2 separate regions of the Rattus norvegicus genome follow, and region 1 is linked to region 2. A link is a contact called in public HiChIP or PLAC-seq data. All regions are on one chromosome and are shown on one strand. The core of a region is the stretch at or near the end of the contact, and the rest is flanking DNA. Distances in the headings are between cores, read along the strand shown.

Region 1 (5,565 bases), core at 1,857-4,356, 39 kb before region 2:
GCTTTATTAAATATTAAATATTAAATATTGACCAAGAGATGGACTACTATCAGAACCACTCCCTCGGATTTCCCAGCAGAATGGCTCTAAGACGTGTTTCAGGTCAGTTTTATGACGACAGACTTATAGGCCGCCCTATTTTCCCATGAGGCTTTATTATTTTCCAAGAACTACAACTCCCAACATTCCAGGAAGTTACTTGGTCCCTGGGTAGGTGGGGTTTATTGGACACTTGTATACTCTACTTATTATTCTCAATGTAGCCATAATGAATTAAATCTTCTTTCTCTGCTTTTTGAACTAGGACTGTCTCTTTAATTGGTGTGTTTAGGCTCAGTGGTCAAGCCCAGCTTGTTGGAGCAAAGGCTCAATCTTTGGCCCTAAAAACTCCAGTAATGAGGAAGTAGAATGGAAGAATTAAATGGTTGTTTTGAAGTTGCATTCCTTGCAAGCATACAGAGAAACTGGAAACTTCTGTTTTCTTTTGTGCAAGACCATCTTCCTCTTCCTGCCACAGAGCTGGCCCAACTGGTGGTGCAAGTGAGGTCCCCACAGGCCCAATGTGAACACCAGCTGAGTGGGGCCATTGAGTATTTAACTTGATCTCTCAGGGTCCAGCACAGGAATTTATCCTCTTCTAACTGGTATTTACTAGGAGGAAGAAGTGTGGCCAAGGCCTGGGGCTGTAGGAAGCAGGGGAGCGATGTTAAAGAGGAAGGTGGGAGGGAAGGAGAGAGAACTAAGGGCCTCTGATCACCATTGCTGCAGTACGCCCTGCTCAGCCTGCATGTACTGTCTCTTCTGGGGCACCACCTTGAACTTGAGCCCCGGCTGCTAGACGATTTGCTGGGATCTTACCACACAGGTCAACTCAGAGGTCATGTAAGGCATGAACAACATCAGCAGATGAAAAGATTGCCCTGGTGGTGGGAAGGGATCCAGCCTTGAGAGCCCAAGAGGTTATCTACCTGTAAAATGCACAGGGGCCCCCATCCTGAGAAGAGGAATGAGAAAGCCTGACAAAAAAGAAAGAAGGAAAGCCAGGGTTGGGCTGAGGATGTAATTCAGTTGGCAAGGCTTACGTAGCGTGCAAGATGCCTTGGGTTTGGATTTCAGAGCTCATCAAAACCTTGAGGACCTGAGTTCAGATCCACAGCATCGGCTGGGTGAGGCATCTGTAGCTGTGGCAACCTGTAACTGCAGAACTCGGGGCTCACAGAGGTGGATCCCAAGGTCTCGCTCCCCAGCCAATAGCTAAAGAAGTAAGCTCCAGTTATAATGAGAGAACTACCTCAGAAAATATGGTGGACGGGTCTGGGGATCTAGCTCAGTGGTAGAGTGCTGGATTGGTGTCTTAGGTTTCTAATTGCTCTGATAAAACATCATGACCCAAGCCAACTCTGGGAAGAAAGGTCTCATTTGGAGTCCTGGTTACGATCCCTGATCAGGGTAGCTAAGTGTCTTAGTTTTATGGCTGTGAAGAGATACCACAACCACAGCAACTCTTAAGAGTGGAAAACATCTAATTGGGGCTGGTTTACAGTTTCAGAGGTTTAGTCCATTATGGTCATGGTGGCATGCAGGCACACGGTGCTGGAAATAGCTGAGTGCTCTACATCTGAATCCCACAGGCCGCGGGAAGTAACAGTGACACACTGTCCAAGCTTGAGCAGCTGAGACCTCAAAGCCCACCTCCTAGTGATGCACTTCCTCCAAAAAAGCCACACCTCCTGTGAGAGCCCCTCCCTACGGACCTATGGGGGCCATTTTTGTTCAAACCACCACACTAAGGCAAGGAACTAAAGAAGAAGCCACCACAGAGGAGTGCCGCTGAACTCTTGCACTCAAGTGTGTGCACACATATGCATCTCTGTTGCACTCCATGCAGGGACCCATACCAGGAAGATGAGGTTTCAAAGACCTTGTTTGGGAAGTTACAGAAAGTTTTTTTGTTTATTATATTGCATTATTTCATTTTGAGGCAGTTTCGAACTGCCACGTGGGTGCTGGAAACTGAACCCAGCTTCTCTAGGGGAGCAGCCAGCTCTCTTAACCACCGAGCCATCTCTCCAGCCCTTCAGAAAGTTCTTGCTCAGGACCTGTAGGTGGATAGCTAGCAGGGCTTTCTGAGCTTTGGAACTCACCTTAGTTATTAGCCCATTGCACATGAAGGAATTAGCCTCCTATATGCATAGTCCTAACCAAGTATCTAAGGGCCCTCTTGAACTAGACCCCAAGCTTCTCCCCATCCCCTGCTACTTGCCTTTACCTCAAATCTTGATGGAAGTCTTTAAGCAGCTGTGCTTCCCAAATACCACCCACACTGAGGTGTGCATCTAAGACCACTCAGTGTGTAAAGGTGTCTCTCGACAGCACTTTGGGGAGCACTGATCCACAAAAGAAGGCTGGTTTTGGTTCTTTGGGGGGCAGGATAGCACTATAAGCCCATGCTGGCCTCAAGCTCATGGCAATCCTCCTGCTTCAGTCTTCCAAAAGCTAACATTACAGATATGAGTCACCATGCCTGGCAAGGGACTCTGTGCTTTGTATGTTCAGAGTGGTACAGCTCTGCCATCACTCCTCTCCGCTCTGTGCCCTGTCGTTGTACGTACACACTGTCTCTTTGAACTCTAATTCATGTCTTCTTGTGTGAGCACAAGTTCTCTGTGCTTTCTCTCAGGCACTTGACAGTTTTGCCTGTCAAGTTGCATCCAGTTCTCCTAGGGGAACTCTCACTTTTAGGACCAGGAGAGATCCTTTCTGCTTCTCCACACACAAAGCATTTTCCCAGCATTCCCCCCTGCCAAGGGTCCCTTCATGGGACTTGTAGTGCCACTTTGGCTAAGCATCACTGTCCCCAGGTAACATGGGCATCTTGTGCTGGGCCGTCCAGGTAGAAGGGACATCTCACCTTCTCTGCCATTCCTCCAAATATCTTGAGGAGCCAACTATTTTGTATCGTTTTCTAAGAAAGAAGGGAAAGCCCTTTCTGGGTGGTGTGGGAAGGCCCGTGTTTTGAATGGCTTGAGTAGCCGCAGGCATCTATGGCCTGCCGTGGGTGGTTAGGAGGTTGGCAGGCCACAAAGAAATGCTTGTTCCCAAACAGAGATGGGTCTTGTTCATGGAAATATTTGCTGGTGGTGGCGCTAGGCACAGAGCATAGCCACAGCAGTCCCATACACGAAGAGCTTATTGGCTAAGTAGCTTGGAAACCAACTCTGGGGTTGGGGATTTTACTTTAAATTTTTTTTTTTTTTTTCAGAGCTGGGGACCGAACCCAGGGCCTTGTGCTTGCTAGGCAAGCGCTCTACCACTGAGCTAAATCCCCAACCCCGGGGTTGGGGATTTTAACTTCATTCTCCCTTCTTTTTTTTTTTTTTTTCCGGAGCTGGGGACCGAACTCAGGGCCTTGCGCATGCTAGGCAAGCGCTCTACCACTGAGCTAAATCCCCAACCCCTCATTCTCCCTTCTTGTCTAGGGCAAACCTGCCCAATCTATGGGCAGAGCCTCTTCAGCTGGGTTCTCATAGACAGTGCTGACTTTCCCCTCTCTCATACTGACCTGCTGGGTAGGAATTGTGAGGTGTGTTACAGTTAAGAAAGTTGCATTTGAACCCCAGCTCGGGTGACCTGGCCTTTTGTGTTTCATTCTTGGTCTGGACCTGCACCTTCAAGCCTGGCTGAGATCACCCAGTGTTGAGGACAGTGCTTGGCGGTGTGTGGTTCTTGTTTGCTCTCTGTCATTTGCAGGCCATGGATAGTGATACTCAACAGAAAAGAGTGAATAGGGAAGGTCCCAGGCTTACTTGCCCTGAGGCTGCAATGCTTCTGCCTCCTCACCAGGTGCCTGCGACCAATCGGTGGTCCTCAGCGATTCTTCTGGAAAGGTTCTGGAGGTTCTAGCTCTGTTGGCAGAATGTTTCCCTCTATCCTCAGCAGGACATAAAACCGGGTGCATGCCTATCATCCCAGCACTCGAGAGGCGGAGGCATTAGGAGTCCAAGGCCATCCTCAGCCACATCAGAAGCATGAGGTCAGCACGTGCTCTGTGAGGTTGGGCTCCACAGAATTTAAAAGGAGAGCCGTCTAGACCTTTAGGATCAGTTACTGCTGTAGAGGACCAGGATTGGGGTTCCAGCACCCACAACTATCTATCACTCCAGTTCCAGAGAGTCTGATATCAGCCTTTGTGTGCACCGAGCACACGTGTGGTGTATGTGGTGTTCATGTAAACATGTGCAGGCAAACATTCACATGCATAAAAAACCAAGATAATTAAAAATTATTTAAAAGTAAAGAGTTTGACTTAAAAAAAAAAACAACTATGTAACCTTGGCTGGGCTGGAACTTGGTGTGTAGACCAACCTGACTTCCAATTCACATAGATCCTCCTCCTGCCTCTGTTTCTTGATTTCTGAGATTAAATGTGTACGCCACCACACCCAGCTCCCTACTTTTTAAAAAAGGACCTAGAGGTGGGGAAAGGCCCTTAAGAGAAGTAGGGACAACTTCCAAGAACCCAGAGGCCTGAGCCAGATGTTAGGTGGGGCCTGAGAGAGCACATGAGAGTGAAGAGTTGGGAGCTCCTGGGGCAGGGGAAGCTGCTTGGGCTTAGAGGTCTGGAGCCTCCTCAGCTATGTGGAAGCAACAGCATGTGTAAGAGGATGGGGTAGGGCTAGTAGGGTTAGATGAAGAAGCAGATACAGGTTCTTGAGACCCCCTTAAGGGTGGCGCCAACCATCTTGGAGATAAGACTGCTGGAAAGACTGGGTCCCCTGGGGGCTTATCTGAGCTGAGAGGCTGGAGCCCCTGAGACCTGAGGACTAATCTGGCAGGGTGGTAGATTAACTGAAGAGCATAGCCTCTGCCCTCAGTCTCTGCACAGTACACGGAGGATCCAGATGATCCTGGCCAGCATTTGATCCACTAGCAATGTGGGATGCAGGACAGTCCCCATGCTAGATACAAAGTATCTAACAGTCACCGGACAGTCCCCACGCTAGATACAAGGTATCTAACAGTCACCCAAAGATGCACAAAGAGCGACCAGCAGATGGCACCAAAGGCTTGTGCCAAAGGAGAATCTCTGGCCAGTCAGGCAAGTACACTTGAAGATCAGATACCCCAAGTATCTCTGGAACTTGTTGGTGAGGTCTTTCAGGCCCCAGCTCTCTTTCTGTCACCTCCCTCCCTCCCTCATCGTGGAACAGCCTTTTAAATTGTGCCCCTACCTCCCTCTGATTCATGCTCCTGGGCCTGCTGAACTCTGCTTCTACTAAGAATGGGCTCCTTGAAAGCCTGCTGGTTGGAAGGCTTTGGGCTGGGTAGACACTCTCTGCAGTCCCTCCCAGAAATGTCCATAGGGCCATCTTGGATGGGTGTGGAGGCGAGAGGTGTCCCCTGGCATGGCCCAAGCACTACCTGTGGATGGGTTATTCTCTACTGGACAGCTCTTCGAAGGACATGACCAGGCTGACATACATGGTGACATACATGTGGGATGCCAGCACAGGAGGCTTAGGCAGGATGATTCGGAGTTCAAGGCCAATGCTCTATCCCAGGAGA
Region 2 (5,885 bases), core at 1,089-3,588:
TTTTTTTTTTTTTTTACTGGAGCTGAGGACCGAACCCAGGGCCTTGCGCTTGCTAGGCAAGCGCTCTACCACTGAGCTAAATCCTCAACCCCTCTGTGGTAGCTATTAAACAAAGCATACAGTGGGAGGTGACAGGCAAGGCTGCATGTGTAGTACAATCACATTTCTGACATGTGTTCCATTAAGGAACATTTGGGGAAATGGATGCACTGGTCTGAGCTGGCTACGACCAGCTTCTGACTCATATTGCTGGTACTTGGCCCTGCCTGCCCATATCATCTAGGCCCAGACCTCCTCATTTGGCCTGGGACTCAGCCATAGTGAAATATTAGCTATAGCACTGTCTGGCTGTCTGAGACTCAAGTAAGCCAGAGGGGTGTGTGTGTGTGTGTGTGTGTGTGTGTGTGTGTGTGTGTGTGTGTACACGAGCGCGCGTATACACACGGGTGTGTACTCATCCAGGGTAAGATGACATCATTATGCCATGGCTGTGTCTGGTGTGTACCAGGTTTGCCATGGCTTTACCCAAGGTATACCTCAGGTATGCTATGGAGGTGCTGAGAACTATAGGTGTACTTGGAATGAGCTGAATGTATGCTATGAATATCTTGAGCATATCTCAGTGCATGCCAGAGGCATACCATGAATGAATGTGTGGTAAGCTGCAGGTATGACAAGGTGTTCCCTAGGGTGTGTCACAGCTATACCTGGTTAAAAAAAAAAAAAATCCCATCAAAGCCAAGGGACTGAATTTTAGCTCAAAGTTCCAGAAAGCCAAGTATTTCAGAGCTGAAGAAAAGCAGCTGACCTTGACTTCAGACACCAGAATCCAGAAGAGCAGATGACCCTTACCCCAGATACTCCACGGGTACAAAGAGACAAAAGACCCTGAAATTCCAAAACCAGTTTGTCTAAGGAAAACAGCTAACTTATCTAGAATGCACTTAACAAGCACCCTTTCCCTACCCTTAGCTACAAAAACCTATGAGTCTAAAGCATGTAGTTTATTGTCTCGAAGTGGTGTCATTGAGTGACTGGATCCTGTGCCCTGATCATCCTATGGCACAAGCCTGCTTTAGCTGTTTGAGGTCAACTAAACCATCATCTTTTAGTTTTTTCCTACAAACTTAATTCTTACTTATTCTTACATCTCGAGTGAGCAACATGAGTGTATTGTGGGTATGACAGGGGTGAGCTGAATATATACTATGGTTGTCTTGGGTATTTTCAATGTGTTAGTCCGGTGTGCCAAGGGTTTAGTGCAAGAAATAGGTGTGCCAAGGGCGTACTCAGGGTGAGCAGCGGGTATGACATGGGTGTGCTCTGGATGAGCCATAGGTATGCCATGAATGTCAGCTTTAGTGAAATACAATTGTGTACTTCGTATGTCACTATAGTGTACTCTGGGTAATCCACAGGTGGACCCCGGGTCGCAGGAGTTGTGATATGGTTGTATACGGGGGGTCTCCCAGTGTGTGCCTCAGATATGTCACTGGAATACAGAGACAAGCTTCAGGACAGCCGTCTGGACATCCGAAATGCTCCCACGCCCAACCGGAAGACATGGCCCCTCCTCCCCCTCTCCAACTGCGGCGCAGAAATCCGGACTAGCGGGCTTAAGCCACCAGGTTCCGGAATAGCGAGGTAACAATCAGAGAAGTTTGCGGAGCCAGCCCAAATAGCCTTTCATCGTGACAGCATGACCACATTGTCCCGGCGATCGCACAGCCCCGCCCGCCTCACCTGGCCGCACGGCCGCCATTTTGCCGCTGGGTCCGCCACAATCCCAGCAGCCTCTTGGCCGCACCCTCCCGCCATCTTCACTCCTCCCGCCGCGCGCTGCAGCGAGCGTCCGACCGCGGCCGAGGCCCGATTCTCCCGTCCGGCAACACTCGGGAGCTTTCGGATAGAAGGAGGCGGGCACTGAGGCTCCGGAGAACTCTGCTCGGAGGCATTCGGCGGAGTTCGGCTAGGCCTCGTATGGGTTCGGCTTCCGCCGCCGCCAGAGGGGGTTGAAAAAATCTAGTGGCTCCAGTGTCTGTCCGCGAACCTAAATTTCGTTGGAAGCCGGCGAGAAACTACCCAGAGCCAGCCAGCTCCATCGGTTAGTGACTACAGTCAGATCAGCTTCCTAGACAGCGAGGAAGAAACGCTCGTAAGGTTTCGTGAAACTTCGGGACCATTCGTACTAGCTCGATTCTGCACTTCGGGAAACTTCGGAGAGCCTCGGTTCTACACTCGGGACATTAGCTCGGCTCTGCGGGCAGCTTCGGCTCGGTTCGGCGGGCGTCAGACTGCCTCTTCGGTCGCTGCTCGGGCGGTGGCTTCGGGCGGCCTCGGCCCAACTCGGGCGGCCTCTTCGGGCCCCGCTTCGGGCTCGGTGCCTGGCGCTTCGGGCGGTCCCGGACAGCGCCTTCGGGCGGACTCGGTGGAGTCCGTATGGAGGACTCGGACTCGGCGGCAAAACAGCTGGGCCTGGCCGAGGCGGCAGCGGTGGCGGCCGCTGCCGCTGTGGCGGCGGCCGCCGCGGCCGCAGCGGAAAGCGAGGCGGAGGAGCCGGTGTTAAGCAGAGACGAGGACTCGGAGGAGGACGCAGACTCCGAGGCGGAGCGCGAGACGCGGCGGGTCACGGCTGTGGCGGTGATGGCGGCCGAATCTGGGCACATGGATATGGGTACCGAGGCTCTGCCCAGCCCTGATGAGGCCGCCGCCGCCGCCGCCTTTGCAGGCAAGTGCGCCCGCCGGCCTCGCGCCTCACCGGGTTCCCGCGTACAAGCCCTGAACACATGCACCATGCACAGGCTGCTTCCCATATGCATTATGCATCTGTCATGCACATCTGTCTCACAGGGAAGGCTCTCTTCCACCTGTCCTGCACATCTGCTTAGCACCTGCCCTGCCAGTGCACCTCACAGTGACCTGCACACCTGCCCTGCCCCTGTCCATGCACCATATACCTGTCCCTGCACCTGACACCTGCCCTACCTACACACATGCCATGCTCTGCACCACCTGTGCACTTCACACTTGCCCGAGCACTTAACAATGCCTGAACACCTTCTCTGCACCTGCCCATGCATCGAACAATGCCTTGCACACTTGCTCTGTCCCTGCTCTGCATTGCACATCGCCCTGCATAATCTCTCTCTCTGTCTCTCTGTCTCTCTCTGTCTCTCTCTCTCTGTCTCTCTCTCTCTGTCTCTCTGTCTCTCTGTCTCTCTCTCTGTCTCTCTCTCTCCCTCCCTCCCTCCCTCCCTCCCTCCCTCCCTCCCTCCCTCCTTTCCTCCCTCCACTAGCCTGGCTCTGCACTGTATACTGACTTGTTCCTTTCTCTTGTGTGAGTGTGCCTCTCTGCTCTTTGTCTTTTTTTTTTTTTTTTTTTTTCGGAGCTGGGGACCGAACCCAGGGCCTTGCGCTTGTTAGGCAAGCGCTCTACCACTGAGCTAAATCCCCAACCCCTGTCTTTTTTACCTTTTGGAACTTTCTCAGTTTCTACTACCTGCCTTGTCCTCTCCTGCTGCTTCCTGGGAGCTGATAGCACAGATGGGTCAGATATGAATTCTGTCCTGGAGGTGTTCCAGGTATGGTCAGCAGCATTACTGCTGGTAGACCTGTCTGTCTCAAAGGCCAGTTCAGGTCTAAGTGTGACCTGAGCAGGGCAGGAGAGTTATCCAAGGCAGGCAACCTTTCAAAGTTAACGATGCAGACACCAGCCTTGCTTAAACATAGTGGCATGAGAGTCTCCATGCTGCATCTTCTAAGTCTTTTCCTATGCAGATATCCCTCCTTCATTACTTAGCTTTCCATTTTGTTCCTTCTGTTTTCTTGACACATAGAGCACCCCGATTCTCATGTTTCATGACAAATAGAGCCTTGAGCTAAGCTGTATCACCCTGTACAGGTGACACCACACCACACTGCCTCCTACAACTCCACTAAATCCCCCCACCCTTTGACCTTCCTGCGTGTTGAACTCCCTGCCAGTTGGAGCTCTGGATTTTATGCTTGTCTACCTGAACCCTTGGAAGACCACCATTTTGCCATGCTTCTTGTTTTGTTATTTCCAATATGAAGCTGCAGGCTTGGTGTTGGGGTTTTAATCAGGGCACATCAGAGCTGAAGCTTAACTCTAGGTGGGTGTTTGTTCAGACCATTAGGACTGGAGCACAGTGGTGGAGAAGCCTTGGTTCTGCTTGTTTTCTGCCCTATTTACCTGAAGTCTAGATCCAGTTACAAGAGTGAGGGAAGCTTCCTAGAGCTTTTTTTTTTTTTTTTTTTTTTTTCTTCTTTTTTTCGGAGCTGGGGACCGAACCCAGGGCCTTGCGCTAGCTAGGCAAGTGCTCTACCGCTGAGCTAAATCCCCAACCCCCTAGAGCTTTTTAAAAGAAGATATATATTTATTTTTATGTGTATATATGTGATTGCAGGTGTCTGCAATTCCTTATGGAGCTAGAGTTACACATGGTTGTGAGAACCTAACATGGGTGCTTGGGCCTCAGAAAGAACAGTGTGCTTGAAATTTCTGAGCCATACTGCTCTCTTCCCAGAGTTCTTTTTTTTTTTTTTTTTTTTTTAAGTTAATGTATTTAATGTGTGTGGTTGCTTTGCCTGCATGTGTAGATATACCACATGTTTGCTTGATCCCCGTTGAAGTCACAAAAAGGCTTCTGTTCTTTTGGAACTGGAGTTATAGGGAGTTGTAAGCAACTATGCGGCTGCTGGGAATTGAACCCAGGACCTTCAGAAGAGAAAACAGTATTCTCTTTTTTTTTTTTTTTGGTTCTTTTTTTCGGAGCTGTGGACCGGAAAACAGTACTCTCTTAACTGCTGAGCCATTTCTGGTCTCTTTCCTGGAGCTTCTTTCTTTTTCTTTTTCTTTTTTTCTTTTTCTTTTTCTTTTTCTCTCTCCTCTCCTCTCCTCTCCTCTCTTCTCCTCTCCTCTCCTCTCCTGTCCTGTCCTGTCCTGTCCTGTCCTGTCCTGTCCTGTCCTGTCCTGTCCTAAGACAGAGTCTCTCTGTATAACCCTGTTTGTCCTGGCACTCTGTAGATCAAGGTAGGCTAGAACTCAGATATGCCTGCCTCTGCCCTGAGTGCTGGGATTAAAGATGTTTGCCTTTGCTGTGTGGCTTTTCCTGGAGTTTTTTTTTTTTTTTTTTTTTTTTTTTTTGGACCTGGGGACCGAACCCAAGGCCTTGCGCTTGCTAGGTAAGCGCTCTACCACTGAGCTAAATCCCCAACCCCTTTCCTGGAGTTTTTTTTTTTTTTTTGGTTCTTTTTTTCGGAGCTGGGGATCGAACCCAGGGCCTTGCGCTTCCTAGGTAAGCGCTCTACCACTGAGCTAAATCCCCAGCCCCAAGTTTTTAATGCTCCATTTTCAACCATGAATTCTGGGTTGACATTGGGATTTGGGGCCATGGAGTTTTTATCCTCTTTTGCATATATTTTTCTGAGCTCAGGAAGGAAGTATGTTTGTGGTGACAACAGAGAACTGCATCTGTGCTGGGTGTATACATGTGTGTATATGTATGTATTAGAATTTTAGTGATATTTATGTATCAGAAGATTTCTAACATCGTGTTGTAAGTTTTTGAAGTCAGATTATACCAGGTAGCTCAGCGCTAACTGAGTTCCTTAATTAGGTGTACCCCACATATGGATTGGTAATGGACAGGAGCTAGAACAGGTGCAAGGGGTGCAGGTTGGTCAGGGCTGGATTAATGGGGCTGTCAGGACTCCAGTTGGCATCCTTGGGTATTTCCCTCATGCCAAAGGCTTCCCTGGGTACTGGGCATTTTAGAATGCTGGGTGGCAGACAGAACTGTTGTAGAGATCGGGAAGGCCAACTGCAAAGGATAGTAGTAGGCAGTAGGATACAGAAGAACCCA

What was found. HiChIP or PLAC-seq counts read pairs in DNA pulled down with a chosen protein or histone mark.
Region 1: a contact with region 2 is called in an H3K27ac HiChIP or PLAC-seq map of oligodendrocytes, with 2.7 times the contacts expected there. The contact joins the enhancer-like site here to the promoter of Deaf1 in region 2. A contact is called at or near these places in 5 of 12 Hi-C or Micro-C datasets (Schwann cells, frontal cortex, liver and 2 more) and 1 of 1 datasets of contacts at active chromatin or transcription factors (oligodendrocytes).

What each region holds. Positions count from the first base shown.
Region 1 is chr1:205,901,177-205,906,741 of GRCr8, reverse strand. No RefSeq gene overlaps it. Among named protein-coding and RNA genes, the nearest start is that of Taldo1, 19 kb to the left of the region's middle. Within about 2 kb of position 3,106, at least 40 of the 93 cell types and tissues checked have an H3K27ac peak or open chromatin away from gene starts, as enhancers often do. A contact at or near this core is called in Schwann cells, where this site is marked.
Region 2 is chr1:205,861,559-205,867,443 of GRCr8, reverse strand. It overlaps Deaf1 (DEAF1 transcription factor), which reads left to right and starts at 2,338. Exons shown (of 12, transcript NM_031801.2): 1 at 2,338-2,728. The coding sequence starts at 2,440. Tmem80 (transmembrane protein 80) reads right to left here and starts at 1,880. Exons shown (of 5, transcript NM_001402263.1): 1 at 1,744-1,880. The coding sequence starts at 1,762.